Regions from separate parts of the Anas platyrhynchos genome. Here region 2 is linked to region 1. A link is a contact called in public Hi-C data. All regions are on one chromosome and are shown on one strand. The core of a region is the stretch at or near the end of the contact, and the rest is flanking DNA. Distances in the headings are between cores, read along the strand shown. Region 1 holds the start of RPP40 (ribonuclease P/MRP subunit p40). Region 2 overlaps LYRM4 (LYR motif containing 4).

Region 1 (4,728 bases), core at 752-3,251:
GATGGTAGCTTGTACACAGGAGGGTATTTTTTTTTTTATCATCACATGATTTACTGCTTAAACATCTGACAACCATGACTTACGATTTTCAGGGGACCATGTGAATATATAAATGTTGACATAAACATCTTACAAATCACAGGTTAGTACCTTTACACCTCTTAGAACCACAAGAACCAAATCCGAAATCTTAGGGAATGTAAAGTTTTTGTTCAATTTTTTTTTTTTTTTCACATTGTTTGTTAAAGCATTTTAAATCTTTTCCATGCAATTTCTGCAAAGTAGAAAGTCAAAAAATATTGATGAATCATTTTGTGCCATTGCTATATACTTGGTTATCACAAAGAATGAGCTCAATGTTTATACCACATGCAGAGGAAGAAATCTTGGAGCGATTGAAATCAATTACAAAACTCCAACTTCAGAAAGGTTATTTCACCGAAATGAAGAGACCTTCCTTGGCCTATTGCTAAATAGTTATTAGTAATTAAAAAGGATATTCCACATCATTGTGGGAAACACAGCCCTTGCTATTGTTCAGGAAAACTGTATTTCTGTATATTTTAAGCAATCTCCACTTCCCATAAGGAATGTCAGCATCAAGTCTTTTTAGAGACAAGACAGAATACAAAGAGCAGAATAGTTCAGTTGGAAGGGACCTACAGAGAGCCCTGGGGAGGTAGCACTGCTGGTGACCAGCCAGGTGCAGCCCCATTCACCGCAACCCTTTGAGCTCTACTGCCAAGCCAGTTCATCACCCAGTGTGGTGTGAACCTGTTTGTCTCACAGCTGGACAATTTGTCCAAAAGGATGCAGTGAGGGACAGTATCAAAGGCCTTACCAAAATACAGAAAGATATGGCAGACATCTCTAAAAGAGATTGTCTGAAAGGCTCAGAGCTCTGAAGGATTTTGTTTGCTGAGTATCCTGCAGAAAAATTAGGATCTTGGATTTAAATCTTTGGGTTTAAGATTTGGAAACTAAAGTGATCACTTCCAAATATTTGTTTCCATTTCAGTACTTCTTCCATTACAGACCTAATCCATGCATTTCTGGAGTACAGCTGCTTGGTTTTCCTGCATAAGGAAGAAAATTTGGTCTAATAATCTACTTCTGAATAACTTCCAGTCAGATTTTATAGACCCACTCAGTCTTTCAGTCAGTGATCATAGTCACAAACATAGTAAACTGAATCCTAACCTTATAAAAAATACAGAGAAACTCAAATTTCCCATGGGCTAGGGAGCATTTAAAAAAATAATAGTAATTGAGGAGACTATTAATATCCTCCCTGCCATTTCTGTACAACCATATCAGCTGCTACAACTTGGATGAAGAATGTGGTTTTTGAAATGAATAAGATAGTTCAGAACCAATTTTGCTAGAATTTGAGAGAAAAAAAAAGTACTAATTTCATGTACGAACTGTGATAATCCCTGCATATTTGCAAATCCCTGTAAATATAGTTAAATATTTCTTAGTAGTTATTAGTCATTCAAGTTGTTTGATAAGCTACAGGAGATTTTCTTAAGTAAGACTTGAGTGGGGACTTGATGAGATACGGCATATTTGAACTGGCTACATTCTACGTGGTAGAGTACTTTCCATCTGGACTAACAGGAAAATCTTCTAGTTTTGGGTTTGAAGGTTGAAGCTAATGTTAAAAGTGCATAAAAAGAAATGATGAAAAGCATTTGAATGGACTCCTGGATTAAACTGTGTGGCTGAGTTGCATGAACAGAATCCTCCCATTACTTGACTCTGGGCGTCTGCAAACAAATACTTTTATGTTCATTTTGTGTCCAAATGATGACTATTGATCCAAAGAGCTCGACCAATTTATTAAATCGCACATCAAATAGAGCTCCATCCCAAAGCAGCAAACAAAAATCTTTGATCTAACAAGTCCTGAGAAATATATAACCATGCAATCGCAGTCAGAATTGAGAAAGCAATGCCATGAATCACTTACCACTGATTTGTGCATCCCTATTTTTCTCATGTCACTCTGTAGCCATCTTAGGATCAAAATGCTCCTGCAGGATATGTGTATTGAATGCAGGATGGGGATTAGAGGGACAGGGTAAGGAGATGGGAAACAAGAAGGGAGGAGAAGAAAGAAGGTGCATGTACAATGTTAATCCTGTGTGTCATATGATACCATAAACATAACTGGCAATACCCCAGGGAATGCAAAAAGCCTCCTGACTGTGACTCTGCTGTCTCTTACCAGGAAATCCCTCCACTTTTATCTCAACATTTTCTTTAGTAACAAATGCAGTAAATAGTACTTGGTAGTCTGAAGCTCTGGTTGCCCCATCCTTTTAAGAGAATCCATTTTGAAATATTTCAGAGACAACACCAAATACCTCCTTAAATAAATGTCCACCATCACATCACTTCAATGTTGTGTAAAGAAATGCCTGTTGTAAAGATTTATCTGATTTCAAGTAATACTCATTTTCAGAATACTAGCAAATGATTACAATAAAAAAAATGAACTTCTCTTTGTATGCTGCTGCCTCATGTAGATTCTTTCCATGTAATATGGATTCCTGTTGTCTTAACTGCTTTTTCAAATTTTTTGCATACAGTAATCCTTTTTGCAGATCTGTCTCCCAGATTTATGGAGTATATAAAAAATGTGTATCACTTCCTACAACATTACTTATTTTTTTATCAATATTTAGATTAAGTTTCTCATTTTGCAGTCCGTTATTTTGCTTAAACCTTTCACATTCCTCTTCAATTTCTATTAGTCCAAATGGTTTTGCATTATCAGCAAATGGCACATTTTTCCCCTTTGCTGCTTAAAACACTTGTTAATTGGTTTGGCAAGCTGAGAAAGCATGCTTTAGTGGAATAAACACCACATGAGGAAGTAAGTGCTGGCTTCTTCATTTCTGTTTTCTTCATTCTAACATAGGTATTACTTTGAGAAAGCAAAGTAGTCGCACTGTATTTTATCTTAAGATTTTTGAAGACATTTTAAGTACTAAGCACTATTAGCCATGTTATGTATTCATCTTTCTTCATTTCAGCTTGGTAATTTTAGTTGTCACAAACCTAGAACAGGTAGGCCATGAGCTCTCATTTCAGGGCACAGGTAAGCAAGGGCCCGCATTGCAACCTGTTTTGGTCAAAGTGAATGTTAACAGGACGGTGACACAGCACTGCCATTTATTGTTCTGCCTCATTGAAGCTTTCTTGTAACATGTTGCAGGCCTCAGCTCTGTGGTTTACTTCCATTAAAATGAGGGTGGCTAGTTTAAAGAGCTTAAGTGGTGGCACACTGTTCACTTGGACCGGGCTAGGTGAGGGGCTGCTCCTATGAATAGTTCAGCTGACAGCCTGGTGAACATGGCAACTTAAAGCAGAGTGTTGGTGATGAGCAGTTGACGGCAAAATGGTATTAGTAATGTTTTCCATTAGCACAGCTGGTGCCAAAGAGAATGTTTGTCCTTCATTCCTGTTCCTACAATGCTCTAAAATGAACTGCTAACAAATGTGGAGTGCAGTGCCAGAAGCTACAGGAGTCAAACGATTTGGCACTCCTAAATAACTGTTGGCTGCTCAATTCTCACTCGAGGTGCAGGACGAATATCATCACAGCACTATCTCCTAAGGAAAATGCTCAGTAATGCTTCTGCTGCTCTGACATTCATTCCTCCGTGAGATCCAGACTGCCCACTCAGTCAGGCAGCACTGAATTCACTCACGTTGGTAGGATGCATTTTGGCAACCAAATGTATACCAAAAATAAAACAAACTATGCAAAATAAACAAACAAATAAAAACCAAACTAAAATATGAACAACAACAACAACAACAAAAGATAAATCCATAGTGGGAGTGCATTGCTTCAGCTAGTACAGTGTTATTTGCATATGCTTTTTAGTGTCTTTTCCCTCAGAATGAAGGGAAGTTTGAGAGTGAAGTATTTTTGCAATCATCCATGCAAATCATCCACAGACAATAGCAATGGCATGCAGAAAGAATGGAATTAAATTTGGAAAAATTCTCAGATATGGGTCTCACCATCGTAATAAAAGTATCTTGTTAGGAGGATACTGTTTACTATACATTACCCTCAGAAAATAAACTTGAGGCAGAATTCCACTTCTTTGTTTAAAAGGCAAAATTTGTGTTTTGTTTTTCCTCCTGGATAAGTTTTGTTGTTGTTGTTGTTGTCAGACTGGAAGTTCAAAGACATTCTGACATTCAAGTCAGGGTGCACGTGCACATGTGCCTCGAGAGGCTTTGGACTTTATTTTCCACAGGTGGAGAACTGCTGGCAACAAATGTGGGGGGAGAAAAAGCAGCCAGCAAGATTTGCTCAAAAAATAATAATGTTAAAAATGGATGCATTTGGTGTTCCATTTACAGGGCTTCAGGTCTTCAAGGCATTTGGTGTTGCATTTACCTGCCTTTGGGGTGTTGTCCTAGAGTCCAACTCTCAAAGTTTCCCCCAGCAGTCAGGATGGGTGGAAACTGATCTAAACGTAAAAGCTGGTGTGTGTGTTTCTTCTTCGGGCCTCCTCTGGTTCTGCTGCGCGATGGATGGAAGCCTAAATGGTAACCGCAGCAGAGCAGCAGTAACAGCCCCAGGAAGAGCTGTTCTCCCCCGCCTGCAGACCCCATAAAACTCCCGGCGGCGTTGCTGGCGGCTCTCTGCCCCTCGCTGTGGAAACCGCGGCCCCCGGCGCTGCGAGGCGGTGGGGGGACGCC
Region 2 (4,819 bases), core at 1,284-3,783, 51 kb after region 1:
TCTTCTTCACGTTCTCCTCTATGTATTTATTTTGGAAAATTACTTTTTTTTCCACTTCAGCTTTCAATGGCTTCCTGTGCAACAAATGGTGGGCTGTGGGGAAAGAAGCTTTACTACAGATGAAGAGCCTCAGCCAGCTTCCCCCCGCCCTGCCTTGCTGTATTTACAGCCACGCCTGACGTTACTGAGTCCTGACCAAGCACAAGGTACCTGCAGAAATGTTGCTGGTTCAGAATTCTTCACCCGCAGTGAGGCAGCCTGCTACGCCCTCTTACACCCACTTCACACACACACAACGCCTGGTGACTGACTGGTGACCATGCAAGATACAGCAGGGTAGTGGCAAACTCCTGTTATAGTTTTTATTCTGGGTTTGGGATTTTTTTTTTTTTTTTATCTTTAAAAAGCAAGATATTAATAAACCAAAGGGTGTTCCCCTGAGAGAAAAAGCACTCATATGCAGTGTGATTACTCACTTGAATCAACCATAACGCTACAACATGTCCTTCCCTAACTGAGAAGTCACCTATACTACAAGGCACCTGAGCATCATGACTGAGAGGAGTTTCTGCGCAGCGTTAAGAAGGTGTGACTGAGAATAAAAAGCAAAGTGATGAAATTCCAAAGCCGTTTTTGGTGCTGAGCACTGGCAAAATGCTGCAACTTCAAGGAACATCACTCTTCCACCCAAATACCAGATTGCAAAGGTATGAATGATGTTTCCTCACTAGGTGATCAGCTTAAAAGATTGTGGAGTAAGGACACAATCACAGGTTTATGTGACTGAGCAACAAACGTGACATAAAATGTTTGAAGTCCCCCTAGCAAGCACTGTGTGAAGGCAGGCATAGGAGTGTAACTAGTATTGTATATAAAGGAAGTTACTCTCTTCTTCCTTCCCATCAAAATCAGCCATCTTCTGCTCTACTGCAGGTACCTAGAGCAACAGGGATTCAGGAAATTAAATGTAACTGCAGAAATGCAGCACTGACCATTATTTATGCTGAACAGATTATCCCCCCTACAGTGCTATAAAGCAGCACAGACCATAAACGCTTGCTGGAAACTCAGGACAGAGCAACACTGATGAATAAAGGGTTACCTTACCAGTTCTACTACCTATTGCCATTATCAGCATGTTACTTTACGTTTAACTATCAAACAAGATTAAAAACAAAAAACATTTGAGTGGAAAACTGAAGATATAAATAAGCAAAGAAGAAAGCAAAATCAAACAAAGAATTAGACGCACAACATGGCTGAGGACCTTAAGTCTGTAACAAGTATATAAAGATTTTACTTTTTCACCTTCTGATGGTGAAGATAACAAATTATTTTTTAGAATGCAAAAGCCCTTGAGAAATACATTTATATGGCTGAAGTCTAAAAACAAACCAAAACCTATTCTCAGAACAAATCATATGTGCACAGTTATTAATTCCACTAATAATTCCAGTAAGACTGTAAAACAAGTCACCTCTCAAAACATCTGAAAGAATTATTCACTCATTATGCAAAATGCGTGACACTTGGCTTTTTGGATAAACTTAAAGAGATGCAAAATGATTCCAAGTTCCATCTACCTATAAATAATTTCCGTGTTTTTAAAAACATGCATCAGTAACAACATTTCATAGCACTAACATTTATTTTCTTAGTTGAGATGACTACCTGAAATAACCAGATTTTTTTTGTCCTTTGAAGAGAAGACCGGTTTCACAACATGACTGAAATGCCTCCTACAGGAACAGAGGAATGAGGGTGGGCTACAACCCTATCAAACACTGTTAAAACAATGTTTTTCTTTTCAAGAACTTGTCCTACATGTGTTTGCATAGTAGCCTGAGGAATTAGCTTATATAGAAGAGGGATCTTGAACAGCATCTGTAGAACAAGTTTGCTAAGTGTGGCACTGTCCACAGACAGCCTCCTGATGCTGTGGAGGTTTGATTCCTGTGGTCTCTGAACATTGAACCAACACGTCCTGTGGATGCTTCAGCTATTCCCAGCAAGCAGCCAGCTGATCTTGTCTCTTACAAGAAGCAGAAGAAAGACTCATGCTGGTACCTTAGCGTGCAGGGGAAGAAGTCATCAGGCCACAAGCTGTAACAGCAGGGAGGGACTTCTGGAAGAGGATCATGTTTTGAGCTGTTGGCAGAGAAGTGACCTGTGAAATAAAAAACTGGAGCAAGACACTGCAGCTATAATAGGGTAGACTAAGAATTTATGCACTGATGGTGCAACCCGTTGCACCAGTGCTAAGTCCAAGAGGAATGGCTGACAGAAGCTTGAAGTGCTGTATCTCCTACGGAGGCACTCAGCACCAGCTGGCAAGAACAGAGCAGGAGAACATTGCTAACAGATGAAAGGAAGGAATCAGACCTAGCAGTGTTTGTGGTCCTACCCATAAAAGCAGAAGTGACCTGGAATACAGCCAAGGCCTTGAGTTTCCTTCTTAGAACGGACTTGGCTTGGATAAGATCTCAACTTGCCTCAAGGCTTACAAGCCTCAGAAGGCAACTTGCAGGGCCGTGAATTCTCAAAGTCCAGAAAAGAAAACATGTTCTTGGGATCAGTCTCACCACACCAAGAGTCACAATAGCACAGGAGAATACAAGGTCACTTAAGAAACACCAGCCCTACCATCTTTGTAACCAACATGAACACGTCCAAGAATGAGTCTGCAGTAGGTACCTCTGCAAGGTAGCAGTATTTGGAGCAGAGATATAATGTCAGATATGTAGTGGAAGCACAGAGTGCAGAATTACTTCTCGACTCCAAGAAATAGCTGAAAAGGAATAGAAAACGAATGAATACAGGAGCCCTCCTGCCCCCCAAACTGCAGCTCAAGACCAGGGCACTTAAGAGGAACTGCAGAGACATAAAAATTTTGCTTTATATCAACCACATCTGTTTATTGTCACAGTTACCAACAGGATGTTGCTGTGGCCTATTTCCCATGGATGACTGTGCTTTTAATAGCACATACAACAGAATATCTAGAATGCCACGTTTTGTAGTGACTGTAACAAACGTTTTATGTAAAAACCGAGGAGTAAAAAATAGTTGTCTAAAATGCCTATAATTCTACTAACGCTTGCAAATACCCATACATCAGAGAATATATCAGTGAGAAAGCTTCAAGCTTGGAGTGAAAGAACACTGACAAGAGGAAATAAATCCAAAAAGATGTCTGCTTGCTTTTCTTTCTTATGCTGCTCTGGATGTACATATTTTTAGACCTTAGAGCTTTGTTTAGTTATTTTGTGCAGTGGATTGGAATTGTTTTTGTGTGCATGTGAGAGTATGAACACACGGCAAAATTCAGTAGCTGCACAAATAAGTTAATAGGTCTTTTAAACTACTTTGCTTTTCCTCAGCTTCCATTGTTTCTACTCCTTGTTCCTTAAAACGCAATACTAAACTATTAAGCAATTCTGTGTCTGCTCCAAAAAACATCTGACTGATGAGAAGAATGACACATAATGGTATGCCCAAGAAGCCCCTTGCAGGGTAATATACTTCATCCTTCATACCAGGAAAAAATATTGTTATAGTGACAACAGCACTTTCAAGCAATGGTAGACCCTCAGAGTGGAAATTCTGGGATGCCATTACTGTATTCGTGACCTGTTTGAGGGCTGCACAGATCTGCTGTTTTTTACCTCCCCCAAGTGGTCAAGAGTTTTAAATCTGTCTCGGAGAAGCAGCTTCCTCTCTAGACGATCTTCTACAGAGTCAGATGAAAAGGCTAGTGGCGGACTAAAAAAACTGTAAAGCTAAACAAACAAATGTCATTGAGAGGGTAGAAAGCCCAGGAAATGCTCAGCTTCAGAAGTAACACATTTAATTCACATGTCCCCATATAAGCCCTAAATTTAATTCCTGACTTCCAATGTACAACTGACCAACAACGTGAAATAGCACCCATGTTTGACAGTTTACAAGTGGGTTTAATCACCTTGGTACAGATTTACTAATAATTTATAATCCAATTTGTCTTTGAAATAACTAATATTTCAAGTATCTGACATCAGAGGTAGCTGAACTAGTATAATCTCATTGCAATTAATAGCCTCAAACCATTCAGTTGCAATCTATCACCACTCAAACAGCACTGATTACAATTACATTCCACTTCTCTTTAACATCTCCTGTAAATTTTAGTAAGTAAGCAACTATTCTTCACCCTTTCAGTTACATGTATTTGTCTAAAAATGGTATGGAAAAGTGTATAGAGAAAGAAGAGGAAAACCTTACTGTTACTTCAGCTATACTCTAAATCTGTTACAAACATTAATGTGGCTGTAGGCCAGTTTAGACAGGATATAAATGACTGTCCTTCAGTTTGTTCTTTCCCTCAGTCATTAAAGTTTACTTAATATTCATGAAAAATACCTCAGATTCCTGGAAGCTGAAATCCTCTCTTTATTCACAGTACAATTACACCTCTGGCTGTATCATAAATTACCTACATTCTCAGAACAACATACTTACTATAAACTTAGTCTGGAGGTCCAATCCTAGATATGAAAGAAGAAATTTGTTTTTATACCTAATAATTATTTAAAATGCTTTTCTGTTTATTTAAGTTATAAAGAATATTCTTTGTACACGATTATCAGAGCTTTCTAGGACCACTGAGAAATCTTTCAGTCACTGAAAAATTTGAAACAGGGAATTTCCACTGGTGTTTCTGCTTTGTACTCACACACAGCGAATTTCCCTAGAGAGATATATACAATTTCATGATTGATCTTCCCAAAGAAAGGTCTAGCTGGAGGCAGCTGGCTTTGGCTGGGAAAAAGCAGTCACCAAA

Evidence for each region. Hi-C and Micro-C count contacts between places; a contact is called where the count stands out from the background.
Region 2: a contact with region 1 is called in a Hi-C map of liver, with 4 times the contacts expected there. The contact joins the enhancer-like site here to the promoter of RPP40 in region 1. A contact is called at or near these places in 2 of 8 Hi-C or Micro-C datasets (liver and subcutaneous adipose tissue).

Annotation. Positions count from the first base shown.
Region 1 is chr2:89,105,916-89,110,643 of IASCAAS_PekinDuck_T2T, forward strand. It overlaps RPP40 (ribonuclease P/MRP subunit p40), which reads right to left and starts at 2,002. Exons shown (of 8, transcript XM_072035024.1): 1 at 1,973-2,002. The coding sequence starts at 2,002.
Region 2 is chr2:89,156,443-89,161,261 of IASCAAS_PekinDuck_T2T, forward strand. All of the region lies in intron 3 of LYRM4 (LYR motif containing 4), which reads right to left. Among named protein-coding and RNA genes, the nearest start is that of PPP1R3G, 48 kb to the left of the region's middle. Within about 2 kb of position 2,534, at least 1 of the 8 cell types and tissues checked has an H3K27ac peak or open chromatin away from gene starts, as enhancers often do.